2 separate regions of the Hordeum vulgare genome follow, and region 2 is linked to region 1. A link is a contact called in public Hi-C data. All regions are on one chromosome and are shown on one strand. The core of a region is the stretch at or near the end of the contact, and the rest is flanking DNA. Distances in the headings are between cores, read along the strand shown. Region 1 holds the start of LOC123428118. Region 2 holds the start of LOC123428120 (D-3-phosphoglycerate dehydrogenase 1, chloroplastic-like).

Region 1 (5,934 bases), core at 1,618-4,117:
CTGTTGGCTTGGGATTGCTCAGACTCTGGCCAGGACGAAATCCCCGCATCTTTTGTTGCCAGCGGCGACACTCGCGGCTGTCGTCCCCTTTCGGGAGGTGCTGGCACGGTCATTATGTGTGCCCATCTTCGAGCATCAGTGGAAACCCTAGGTCCGATTATCTTGGTGTCATTCTCCTTCATGAAGGCGTTGTCTTGGTTGCTCGCGGCGTCGTCGATTATGGATCTAGAGATGTTGGTGTTGTGTCGTTTGGTTTGTGATACTTTTCAGGATGGCGAGTTTAGTTCTGTTTTTTTTCTTTTTGGATCGAGCATCCCATGTCCCTCTGCTTCAGACATCATGTGCTATGCCCTTGTGTCCGTGTCATGTGTTGTACCACATCTTGTACCATTCTAACTTCTTCTATCAACGGAATGGTACCAATTCAGTGAAGGAGTATCACAAGTACCTCCACAAACACAAAAAGCTTGCTCCCAGCACTATGAAGGGGTTGTCAATCCCTTATAGATTGTTTGCCAAGTGAGAACTGAAAGCAACAAAGTAACAAAGCAAAGTAAAAGCGAAGGTGGAAACGATAGGTGTGAATAGACCCCGGGGCCGTAGTGTTCACTAGTGGCTTCTCTCATGAAAGCAAGTAGAAGGTGGGTGAACGAATTACTGTCGAGAAATTGATAGAACCGCGCAACATCGTGACGTTATCTATGGCAATGATTATATCTATAGGCATCACGTCCAAAACAAGAAGACCGATACTTTCTGCATCTACTACTATTACTCCACACGTCGACCGCTATCCAGCATGCATCTAGTGTATTAAGTTCATGAGAACAGAGTAACGCCTTAAGCAAGATGACATGATGTAGATGGACAATCTCATATCTACGACAAAGCCCATCTTGTTACCCTTGATGGCAACAACATGATGTGTGCCTTGCTGCCCTTTCTGTCACTGGGAAAGGTCACCACACGATATGAACCCAAAACCAAGCACTTCTCCCATTGCAAGATCTAGTTGGCCAAACAAAACCCAAGACTCGGAGAGACTTACAAGGATATCAAATCATGCATATAAGAAATCAGCAAAGACTCAAATATATATCATAGATAATCTGATCACAAATCCACAATTCATTGGATCTCGACAAACACACCGCCAAAGAGGATTACATCGGATAGATCTCCATGAAGATCATGGAGAACTTTGTATTGAAGATCCAAGAGAGAGAAGAACCATCTAGCTACTAACTACGGACCCGTAAGTCTGAAGTGAACTACTCACGAGTCATTGGAGGGGCGATGATATTGATGAAGAAGCCCTCCAACTCCAAAGTCCCCTCCGACAGGGCACCGGGAAGGGTCTCCAGATGAGATCTCGTGGAAATGGAAGCTTGCGGCGGCGGAAAAGTGTTTTCGTGGACGCCCTGATTTTTTCTGAATTTTTAGGGAATTTATAGGCCAAAGACCTAGGGCAGGGGAGCGCCAGGGGGGGCACAACCTTGGTTGCTGCGGCCTCCCCCTGGCCACGGCAACAGGGCTTGTGGGCTCCCTGTGGGCCCACTTGCTTGGCCCTCAGGCCTCCCGATCTTCTTCCGTTCTGGAAAAAAAATCATTTAGTCCCAAAATCAGATCTGAAAAGAGTCAAAAACACAGAAAAAACAGGACCTGGCACTTGGCACTGAGTTAATAAGTTAGTCCCAAAAAAGATATAAAAGGTAAACAAAACATCCAAAGTTGATAAGATAACAACATAAAACCATCAAAAATTATAGATACGTTTGAGACGTATCAATGTCCGTGAAAGATGGGGAGTTATCAAGAAGGAGAGCCCAACACACTGCAGAAAACACATGGAACTGCTAGCCATGTTTGAAGATATGGGCTTTGACGAAGACTCGTCATCGACCTGTCGGTAGATCATTGGCGTAGTGTAGTCCTTTTTTATTTCTTTTGTATTTTTCTTTCCTTTTTGTCATTCTAGAGCGTGGATTTATACTCTTTTACTTTCCAAGGATGGAAGGTTGTAATGAGGCAGCCACTAATAAAGCTCAAGATTTATTCCAAATCGTACATTGTCTTAAACTCTTAATTAGTTATTTTTCGTGCCTAACGTGCCATTTTTTGGCTATAAAAAGGATGCCCACTCTCTCATTTCTCACACTCAAAGTCTCAAACTCCATCTCATTTTACACATACAAACATGAATGATGCAAATTAAAACTTTCTTCAGGGTCTTGTGAGATCACACGGTCGTGGTACTATTTGGAGTTACTACGATGAAGAATTTGTTAGAGATGAGGATGGTCTCGCCTAGTTTTTCGCAAAGTGCAATCAATGCAGTAAGAAGTTGCTCGTGAAACAAAATGTGAGAATCGGCCATCTGATGAGGCACAAGACGACACACATGAAGGAGGCGACGGAGGCGGCGGCTATACTTGCGGCGCAAGGTTGGAGGATTTCTAGAGCATGACATGTAATGTACTCCTATTTTTGTAACTTTTTTCCTTTCTTCATGTTTTAATCTTTTACTATTTTTAAAGGATGACTTGTACTCTTTTACTTTTATAGAATGGAAGGTTTTAATAAGACCTACGCTAATAAAATTCTAGAATTATCTCATGTAATACTCTGTTAAAATTCATATTTTTTAGTTTCTTTTAAGATTTTTTGGTCTGTTTTACAATAAAAGAAAAAAAAATAGTGTAATCGAGCCAGCATGTCAAACCGGGCCGTGCCTCGAGCCAGCACGTTTACCCCGCGTGCCGTGCCTGGGTCGGCACCCCGGGCACGTGGGCCGGCACGGCACGGCCCAACCGTTTGGCCAGGTATGGTCGGGTGCCCTTGTCCCATCCCCTTCCTTTGCCCTGCTCCTTGCGTCTCTCCGCACAAATTCGGCCGCCGGGGGGAACCAATCCACATCCACTCACTCGCTAGTATTGCTACAGCACTAATCTAGTCCAACTCCAATGCGACGCTCCAACGATCGAAGCAACCACCAAATCCAAATCTAATCATGCATCCCAGCGACTAGCGGCAGCACGCCGGAGATGGATCCAAGAGTAGGAGGAGGAGGCGGCGGCGGCGGGAGTTGGATCCATCCATCCATCCATCTGGCCGCGCGATGTTTCAGATCTGCCGGCGGGAGGTGGTAAGCGGAGTGAAGTAGGCCGCCGCCTTGGGCGCATCTCGCCATTGGTTAGCTAGCTAGGGTTTCCCTCCATCAATGGGCCTCCCAATCCCAACAATGGACATGGAGTCGCCGCTGCTCAATCTCAACGTCACCCGAGATGAAGACAGGATCAGCGCGCTCCCCGACGAACTCCTCCTCCTAATCCTCGAGCGCCTTGACTTGCGTGACGCGGTTCGCGCCGGCGCGGTCTCCACGCGGTGGCGGCGCCTCCCTCACCAGCTCTCGCTCTTGGCACTCGGCATCCGCAGCTTCCGCCGCGCCACGCTGGCCGAGACCATGGACGCGTTCGTGGGCGCTTTCCTCTCCGTATGCCCTTCGGCCGATAGCAACCGCGAAAGCCCGCGCAGCTGTGCCATCAAGGCCCTCCGCCTCTGCTTCTACCCTTCGGCCCCTCATCTGAGCTCCATCGGCCGCGCCGTTGAGGACGTTGTCAGCTGTGGCAACATCAATTCCCTCGAATTTCGGATATCCCTGCTGCCCGCGGAGTACGCTGTCCGTCAGCTCGTCGAGTTTGGGCAGACATTCATGTCCTTCTCCCGCGCCTACAAGGTCGCTTTCCGGTGTCTCACAAGGCTATTCCTCAAGGGCCTTGCCTTCGGGGACTCTGATGTCACCGACCTCATTAGCGCTTGCGATAAGCTCAAGTGCCTTACCCTGAGATCCTGCAGACTAGCTCATCAGCACTCCACACTCAGAATTGATACACCCTGTTCTGGACTCCAGGAGCTCGAGTTCATCCACTTTGTGTGCGCGCGGATTGAGCTCATCCATGTCCCCAAGCTCAGTAAAGTGCACTACCACTGGTGCTTAGACAACCCTCCAGTTTGCTTCGGCTATGTTCCAGAGCTTTGTGAAGTCAGCCTCATTCGTCAGGCCAAGGTGTTGCAGGCTCCATTCATGCTGAGCGAGTGCTTGTCAAGGAGTGCAACGAACCTGTCAAAATTGCATCTTAATTTTGGCCACCAAATGGTAAAGCTAATTTCTATGCGTCATATAAATTTCTTCTGCACACAGATCATATGGTCTTCTCTACCAATTTCATCTGTCTATTTGTGTTCCTCTCCTTGTTGCAGATTTGGATTCAGCCCGAACATCCAAAGGGGCTTACTGCTATGTTCAAAAACCTGACGGATGTGGTGCTTTCCAATATCTTCCCTGAATGTGATCTGAGCTGGACCCTATTTATCCTTGAAGCCGCACCTGCCCTACAGAAGTTTACAGTATGTGTGATATGACTCCGCCTAGCAGGACATGTTTCCGAATATTCAGCATTAAACAACATACCAGTAAGCGAAACTGATTTTCAATCACTAACCAATTCTAATCTATCACATATTGAAAATCAGATTAGAATTGGTGAGTGATTGAAAGTCCGCATAGTAATTGGGATAATATCGAACACATGGATTGTATTGTATATGTGTGAGAGTGCAATGCAAACGGAAGTTTTGACATTCCATTTAAATTTTGCAGAGACAATGTTCATGCAAGACAGTTAAAAAAATAATGTTGATTGTACCTCGTGTTAGAGTTATCTGTAGCATATTTCCATGTCTTACTTTGCCTAGCATTTAGTTCATGCAAGGTCGTCCAAGCTCTACACCGGCATAAATTTATGTTAGATACCACTCCCTCAGTTCCTAAATATAAGTCTTTTTTTTTGAGATTTTACTATGGAGTGTAGATTCACTCATTTTGCTTTGTATGTAGTCCGTAGTGGAATCTCAAAAACGGACTTGTATTTAGGAACGGAGGGAGTAGTAGTGAGCATGTTGCCAGTTATTAAATGGCAGAAATATTTAGTTTCAATTGTGATTACATTGTCCTGGCTGGGTTTGTGTCAAGTTTAATAACATATTACATTGTCCTGCATGGGTTGGTGTCAAGTTTAATTAACATGTGTTATTTGTCTTGGATGCCCTTGACTGAAGTTATCTCGAAGTCGGCATGCATGTGCCATAGGGTATGAGGATAATGCCGAGAAGCCCAACGTGGTGTGGGAACCATCCAAGGATTTGAAGCACCTGAATTTGAAGTTGCTCTGGATGTACGGTTTCGAGGAGGAAGACAAAGTGACAAACTACATAAGGCTAGTCATGGAGCGAGCTGTGGGGTTGAGGAGAATCGAGCTGCGTGGTGAAAACTCATGCAAGGAATGCGATGTCATTGACCCGAGGAGATCCCAGGTGGATGAAGATCGGAGGTGTCGGATCAAGGAGCGACTCACAGATGGATCCCCTTCATCCTTGGAGATAATAATGTGCTGACGGATATTCTCAAGGAATACTATGTCTCATCATGCTTCTAGCTGCTTCTCAGCGCACCATCTCTGCTCATGACTGATGGCAACCACTTAGTTAGCTTAGTTCTGGAGCTCAATTACCACTGCATGGCGTCATGTTCAGTACTCCCTCTGTCCCACGTTTTCTGACACTACACTAGTATGTAATGTGTTTTTTCTGTTTTACGTATGCATTAGCGTTCGTCCTGCTTTAGATATCCTTTGTCACTTCTATGTTATCTCTGTTGAAAGTCGCAGCATGTTTACCGTATCCTATTACAAGCTCCATTTTGCACTTACTCTTCATCTGCTTCTTTCCTTGTCCTTTTTTTCTGTTTCTTCTCCAAGAGCCCGGTCTAACACTCATGTGGATCCTTAACCGGAATGTTTGCGGACGGGGACCCTGAAAATGTATACGTGTCCGAGATAATATTAAGGCCAGCAACCCTAAGCTGGTCTGCCTCGC
Region 2 (5,934 bases), core at 2,369-4,868, 170 kb after region 1:
GTGTTTGGGTCAGTGATTTTTCGCTCCATGATCTGATTGCACGATGAAACATACCGTTAGTTTTGTGTCCGGTTTGACTGGTATGTAATCATAAAGCTGGGAACCAAAATACCATCCCTGTTGTTACTTCAGCTGTGTTACTACTACAGATTGACTCGTACCCATTTCCGAAAGAAATTGAGGTGGCCTAAACTCGGCTCTGTCAGATATTACCTCTGAATTACTTGTTTTGGATTTGTTTAGATACGGCTGAATCTAGACATCCATCTCAAAATACTTGTCTTAGAAAAAATATTAGATATGAATGTATCTAACATTAAAACGTCACAAAATATTTGTCTTCGATTTTTATGGATCTGGCTGAATCTAGACATCCATCTCAAAATACTTGTCTTAGAAAAAAAATTAGATATGAATGTATCTAACATTAAAACGTCACAAAATATTTGTCTTCGATTTTTATAGATAGATCCGTCTAACATTACAACGTGTCAAGTAATTTATATTTATAGATGTGGATGTATCTAACATTAAAATATGTCAGATTCATCTATATCTAGACAAATCCAAGACAAATAATTCGGGACAAAGCATGGAAGTAAGCAACTCTCCCCTTTGCCCTTGCAAACAGATTAGAACGGCACAGGCATAAGAAGCATTGTTCAGAAAGTAAAGCAGAGAAAGCATCGACAGAGACCTCATTATTAATTAATAGCATTATGCTGAAACATAAGATGGATTAACCAAAACACCAAACCAAACTAGAGCACCACCACAAGAATCCCCACGAACAAACTTATTCCACCCACGACGACCATCCGACACCTAAACCCCTGATCAACCAACCAGCCGCTAGCTACATCAAAATTTCAAATCAAAACATACATGTCACGCCTAGAGCTTGAGGAAGACGAACTCCTCGATCGCGGGGATCTCACCAATCTTGGTCAGCGTGGTCTTGCTGGGCTCCTCATCAACACCGATCGCCATGATAGCCGTCTTGCGGGGAGCGATCCTACCAACGCTCATGAAGCTGACGTTGACATTCTCCTCGCCCAGAACGCTTCCGACCGACCCGATCATGCCGGGCTGGTCGACCTGCCTGCACAGGATCAGGCTGCCCTCCATGCTCACATCCACCTCGAATGCACCGACCTTGGTAAGGTGGGGGATGCCATCCTTCACCCTCCCCTCTACCGTGACAAATCCGGAGTCACATATCGCACTGGGGAATTTGGACTCCACATTGGCTATCTGGACCTGGATATACTCGAGCGGTGTCTCGGGTGAGCCATCCATCACGATTTTCTCCTCGCTGACACGGATGCCCCTCTGCTTTGCAGTGAAGTCAGCATTGACCAGATTGACGAAGACGTCAGAGATTGGTTCTATCACACCCTTGGTGATCATCGCACGGAGAAGTCTCGTGTCGAGATCATCAGGAGCCCTTGCGGATGCATAGGTCACCTTCACAGACTTGATACCGCCACCGCCAGCAACTAGCTGGACAGCAAGGCGCCCAAGCTTTTCAGCGAGAACAACATAAGGTGCAAGCTCTGACAACACCTGTATGAAACACAAGGATGTAAAGACAGAGTCCAGATGCACAAAAGAATAGGTTGGGAGTCAACAAAGAACAAGAGATTGGTACCTCAGCAGGAACCATTGGTGCATTGACCGCAGAAGCTGCAAGCTCCCCTTTCAGAGCTCCAGTGACAGCTTCAGCTATTTCGATAGCCACTCCTTCCTATGGAATTTGAGGTGTTCAGCACTTTGGTAGCTTAGATAATACTAGAACCTAAATAAAAGTCATCACAATGTCTCTGCGCTAATTCAACATACCTGTGCTTCCACTGTGCTGGCACCAAGATGCGGAGTCACAGTAACATTCTCATGTAGCACTAACTTGCTGTCTGCTGCTGGAGGCTCTTTGGTGAACACATCAAGAGCAGCCTGGCATATATACAGATATAAATATATAAGCGAGACTTGACTAAAACAACTGCAGAGAATTTAGCCAGTCATGAAGTACCAAAGGGAAGAGCACTGAACAGACCTGTGCAACAATTCCCGCATCAAGAGCCCTGACTAGAGCATCTTCATCAATCACACCACCACGTGCAACATTTATAATCCGAACACCCTTCTTCATCTTGGCAAATGCTTCATCGTTGAGCATCTTGTTTGTTGAAGGGGTGAGGGGCATATGCAACGAGATGAAGTCGGCAGTGGTCATAGCCTCTTCCATGCTCACTAGGTCAACTCCAATTGCACGAGCACGATCAGCAGAAGCATATGGATCGTGTGCAATCACGTGCATTCCTAGACCTTTGGCGCGACGTGCGACCTCTGACCCAACCTTTCCAAATCCAAGGATGGCGAGAGTTTTGCCAACAAGAGACACACCGACATACTTGGTGCGCGCCCATTTACCTACACAGGAGTCAAGTCAGCAATCGAGGTAGAAAAAATACTGCAGCTAGATAAACATCAACGAACAATTTCATAAGAGATGCATCAAATTGTCCTGAAGCATTAGTAAAAGTGGTGACAAGATCACTATGACTGCTAGAACACTGTGCGTAGCATTGCTGATTCTATTTGTAGATAATTGGCCAGATCCTGTTTACAAGAGAGGCTGTAAGCATGATCTCCATAATACTGCTCAATAGTTCCTGATTTGCACGCACCAAGCCTGAGATGTCATTTCAGATCAAGCACCGAATCGAAGGGATAAACAATGATGATTGTTTTCTGCTGAAAGTATCCTCCCAAGATTCGGCATCTCAGAAAATAATTAACATCATATAAGTAAAAATATACTCCATATCTATTAATAAACTAGACATGAGCGCACGTCTGCACGATACAGAGATGGTAGGTGCTTTCCCACAACGAGTGAGAAGAAGTCTTGCGGAATTCAGATCGAAGGGTAAAAAAAGCTCACCAGCCTTGAGCGATGCGTCGGCCTGGGCGACGTTCCGGGCCATGGCGCACATGAGCGCGATGCCGTGCTCGGCGGCGGCGACGGTGTTGGCGGTGGGAGCGTTGACGACGAGGCAGCCATGCTCGGTGGCGGCGGCGAGATCGACGTTGTCGATCCCGACGCCCGCGCGGCCGACGACGCGGAGCCGGCCGCCGGAGGCCTCGAAGACGTCGCGGCCGACCTTGGTGCCGGAGCGCACGATGAGCGCGTCGCAGAGCGAGATCTTGGCCCGGAGCTCCTCGGGGGAGAGGCCGTAGGAGCAGTCGACGTTGGCGAACTCCCGGAGCAGCGCCAGCCCCGCGGCGCCCAGCTTCTCGGCCACGAGCACCGTGGGCTTGCCCTCGACGGCCACCGCGGCGGAAGCGGGCGGGGACGCGGTCGACGCGGCGGGGGCCGCGGGCGCGGAGACGCAGATGCGGCCGCGGTTGGCGCGGGCGGCGCGGGCGGGGATGCGGAGGGCGGAGGACGGGGCGGGGGAGAGGGAGGCGCGGGCGGGGAGGAGGACGCGGTGGTGGGTGGTGATGGCGGCGGCGGCGGTGGTCGGGGACGGCGCCGCCATGGTGGGGTTTGGGGTTTTGGGGGTGGGTGCGGGGGTGGGGGAATGGGCTCTGTGGTGGGCTGTCGTGACGCTGGTGATTTGGTGGGTGGGTGTGCGGCGCTTTTGATTTATAGCGGGGGTGGGAGTGAGTGCGGGTGTTGCAGCGAGCCACCTACCAAGGCTGATTGAAGAGGCGAAGTGGCAAACCGCATCTGGTTGAGGCTCCGGGCTCCAACCGCCGTTGCCGATGTAACGAAACTCTTTTGTATTTTTTTTTGAGAAGAATGTAACGAAACTTGTTTCTATTGTTGCCTTGGAAAAAAACATGCGATCGAATTCTTCCACGTTTTGACAGGTGATTGTAGATTTCATATTCCCTCAATCTTAAAATAACTATCTTAAACTTAATACTACATATAATACAAAGTCGAGACATTTATTTTAAAACGAAGGGAATATAACTTTTCTAAAAAAGGGAATATATTAAGAACGTGGCTAGCGGGCGCTGGAGCGTCTGTTGGTAAGATCAAACGCACTTTCAATATGAAAAGAGATGTCGACCGATGTGTCCTACACAGTTTATTAGAAAAGAAAAACGTGTCCACGCGTGCATTTATTTGGAATCCAAAAAGTTTAAACATATATAATTTTTTTATTTCAGCGTCAAATTCCAGTTTCGTTTACACAGCTGGGTTTCTTCTGACGAGTTTTTTAAAACTACATCTCATATTGATAGATTCCGTTTATTAGACAGCTTTGGATATGATGGAGGCAACTTTACTACTATAGGAAAGCAACATCAATTTTTGCCTAGTAGGTCTGCATATTAGGTTGGTTAGTGTAAAAATGAGAAAACCATACACAGCATGAGGCACCTTTTATGTTACATATAAGCAACTTCATTGCTAACATTATCCCAACTTACGTATCGTGTTTCATCAGTTGCCTACCGTGGATGCTCAATTGCCTACTATTGATGCCCATTTACGTACAATACTATAAAATTGACCTACCATTGATACCCAATTGCCTGCTTTTGATAATTATTTACCTATTATTAGTGCTCAGTCGTCTAACTTTACTAAAAAAATGAAAAAAATGTCCTAGCAAAACCAAGCAATTTTTCCTAGCATTACTACTCGGATTGTCTACTTTAGGCAGGAAAAGCGTATGACCAACTTGAATAGCCTTTGTGGACAACTATCTGACCCCACGCAACTTATCTATTCTAGCAAAAATCCAAAACAACTCAAGTACAAAGAAACACAAAATGTAAAAGTGTTCTAGCAAAAACAATTGAAGCAGTTGTCCTAGCAAAACCAAGCAACTGCATTACCAAAACTGTTCAAAATGGATCCGAGCAATTGCCTCAAGAAATCATGAGAACTTAACAATGATAATTAGTAGCCTAACAATGATGTCCAGTTGCATGACATCGCTAATTAGTTGTCTAGGATACTAGGAGAAGTTGCTTGTTAGTGTAGTTGATATTGCATATACTCTGAAACACGGTATTAGCATACTTAATAGTGTGGTAGACAACTTAAGTTAATTTGGTGAACATGATAGTCAAGGGAGGCAACTTATAAGGACTTCTCGTTGATAGGCAATAATGTTGGAATTATGCCCTAGAGGCAATAATAAATATAATTATTATTATAATTCCTGTATCAAGATAATCGTTTATTATCCATGCTATAATTGTATTGAATGAAGACTTATATACATGTGTGGATACATAGACAAAACACTGTCCCTAGCAAGCCTCTAGTTGGCTAGCCAGTTGATCAACGATAGTCAGTGTCTTCTGATTATGAACAAGGTGTTGTTGCTTGATAACTGGATCACGTCATTAGGAGAATCACGTGATGGACTAGACCCAAACTAATAGACGTAGCATGTTGATCGTGTCATTTTATTGCTACTGTTTTCTGCGTGTCAAGTATTTGTTCCTATGACCATGAGATCATATAACTCATTAACACCGGAGGAATACTTTGTGTGTATCAAACGTCGCAACGTAACTGGGTGACTATATAGATGGTCTACAGGTATCTCCGAAGGTGTTCGTTGAGTTAGTATGGATCGAGACTGGGATTTGTCACTCCGTGTGACGGAGAGGTATCTCGGGGCCCACTCGGTAATACAACATCACACACAAGCCTTGCAAGCAATGTGACTTAGTGTAAGATGCGGGATCTTGTATTACGGAACGAGTAAAGAGACTTGCCGGTAAACGAGATTGAAATAGGTATGCGGATACTGACGATCGAATCTCGGGCAAGTAACATACCGAAGGACAAAGGGAATGACATACGGGATTATATGAATCCTTGGCACTCAGGTTCAAACGGTAAGATCTTCGTAGAATATGTAGGATCCAATATGGGCATCCAGGTCCCGCTATTGG

The links. Hi-C and Micro-C count contacts between places; a contact is called where the count stands out from the background.
Region 2: a Hi-C map of seedling shows a contact between it and region 1, with 1.6 times the contacts expected there. The contact joins the promoter of LOC123428120 here to the promoter of LOC123428118 in region 1. A contact is called at or near these places in 2 of 6 Hi-C or Micro-C datasets (leaf and seedling).

What each region holds. Positions count from the first base shown.
Region 1 is chr2H:633,224,546-633,230,479 of MorexV3_pseudomolecules_assembly, forward strand. It overlaps LOC123428118, which reads left to right and starts at 2,868. Exons shown (of 3, transcript XM_045112286.1): 1 at 2,868-4,156; 2 at 4,261-4,407; 3 at 5,119-5,767. The coding sequence starts at 3,221. The coding sequence ends at 5,454.
Region 2 is chr2H:633,395,714-633,401,647 of MorexV3_pseudomolecules_assembly, forward strand. It overlaps LOC123428120 (D-3-phosphoglycerate dehydrogenase 1, chloroplastic-like), which reads right to left and starts at 3,619. Exons shown (of 5, transcript XM_045112288.1): 1 at 2,948-3,619; 2 at 2,057-2,433; 3 at 1,843-1,953; 4 at 1,652-1,747; 5 at 671-1,566. The coding sequence starts at 3,545. The coding sequence ends at 895. It overlaps LOC123428119 (alpha-N-acetylglucosaminidase-like), which reads left to right. Exons shown (of 19, transcript XM_045112287.1): 19 at 1-192.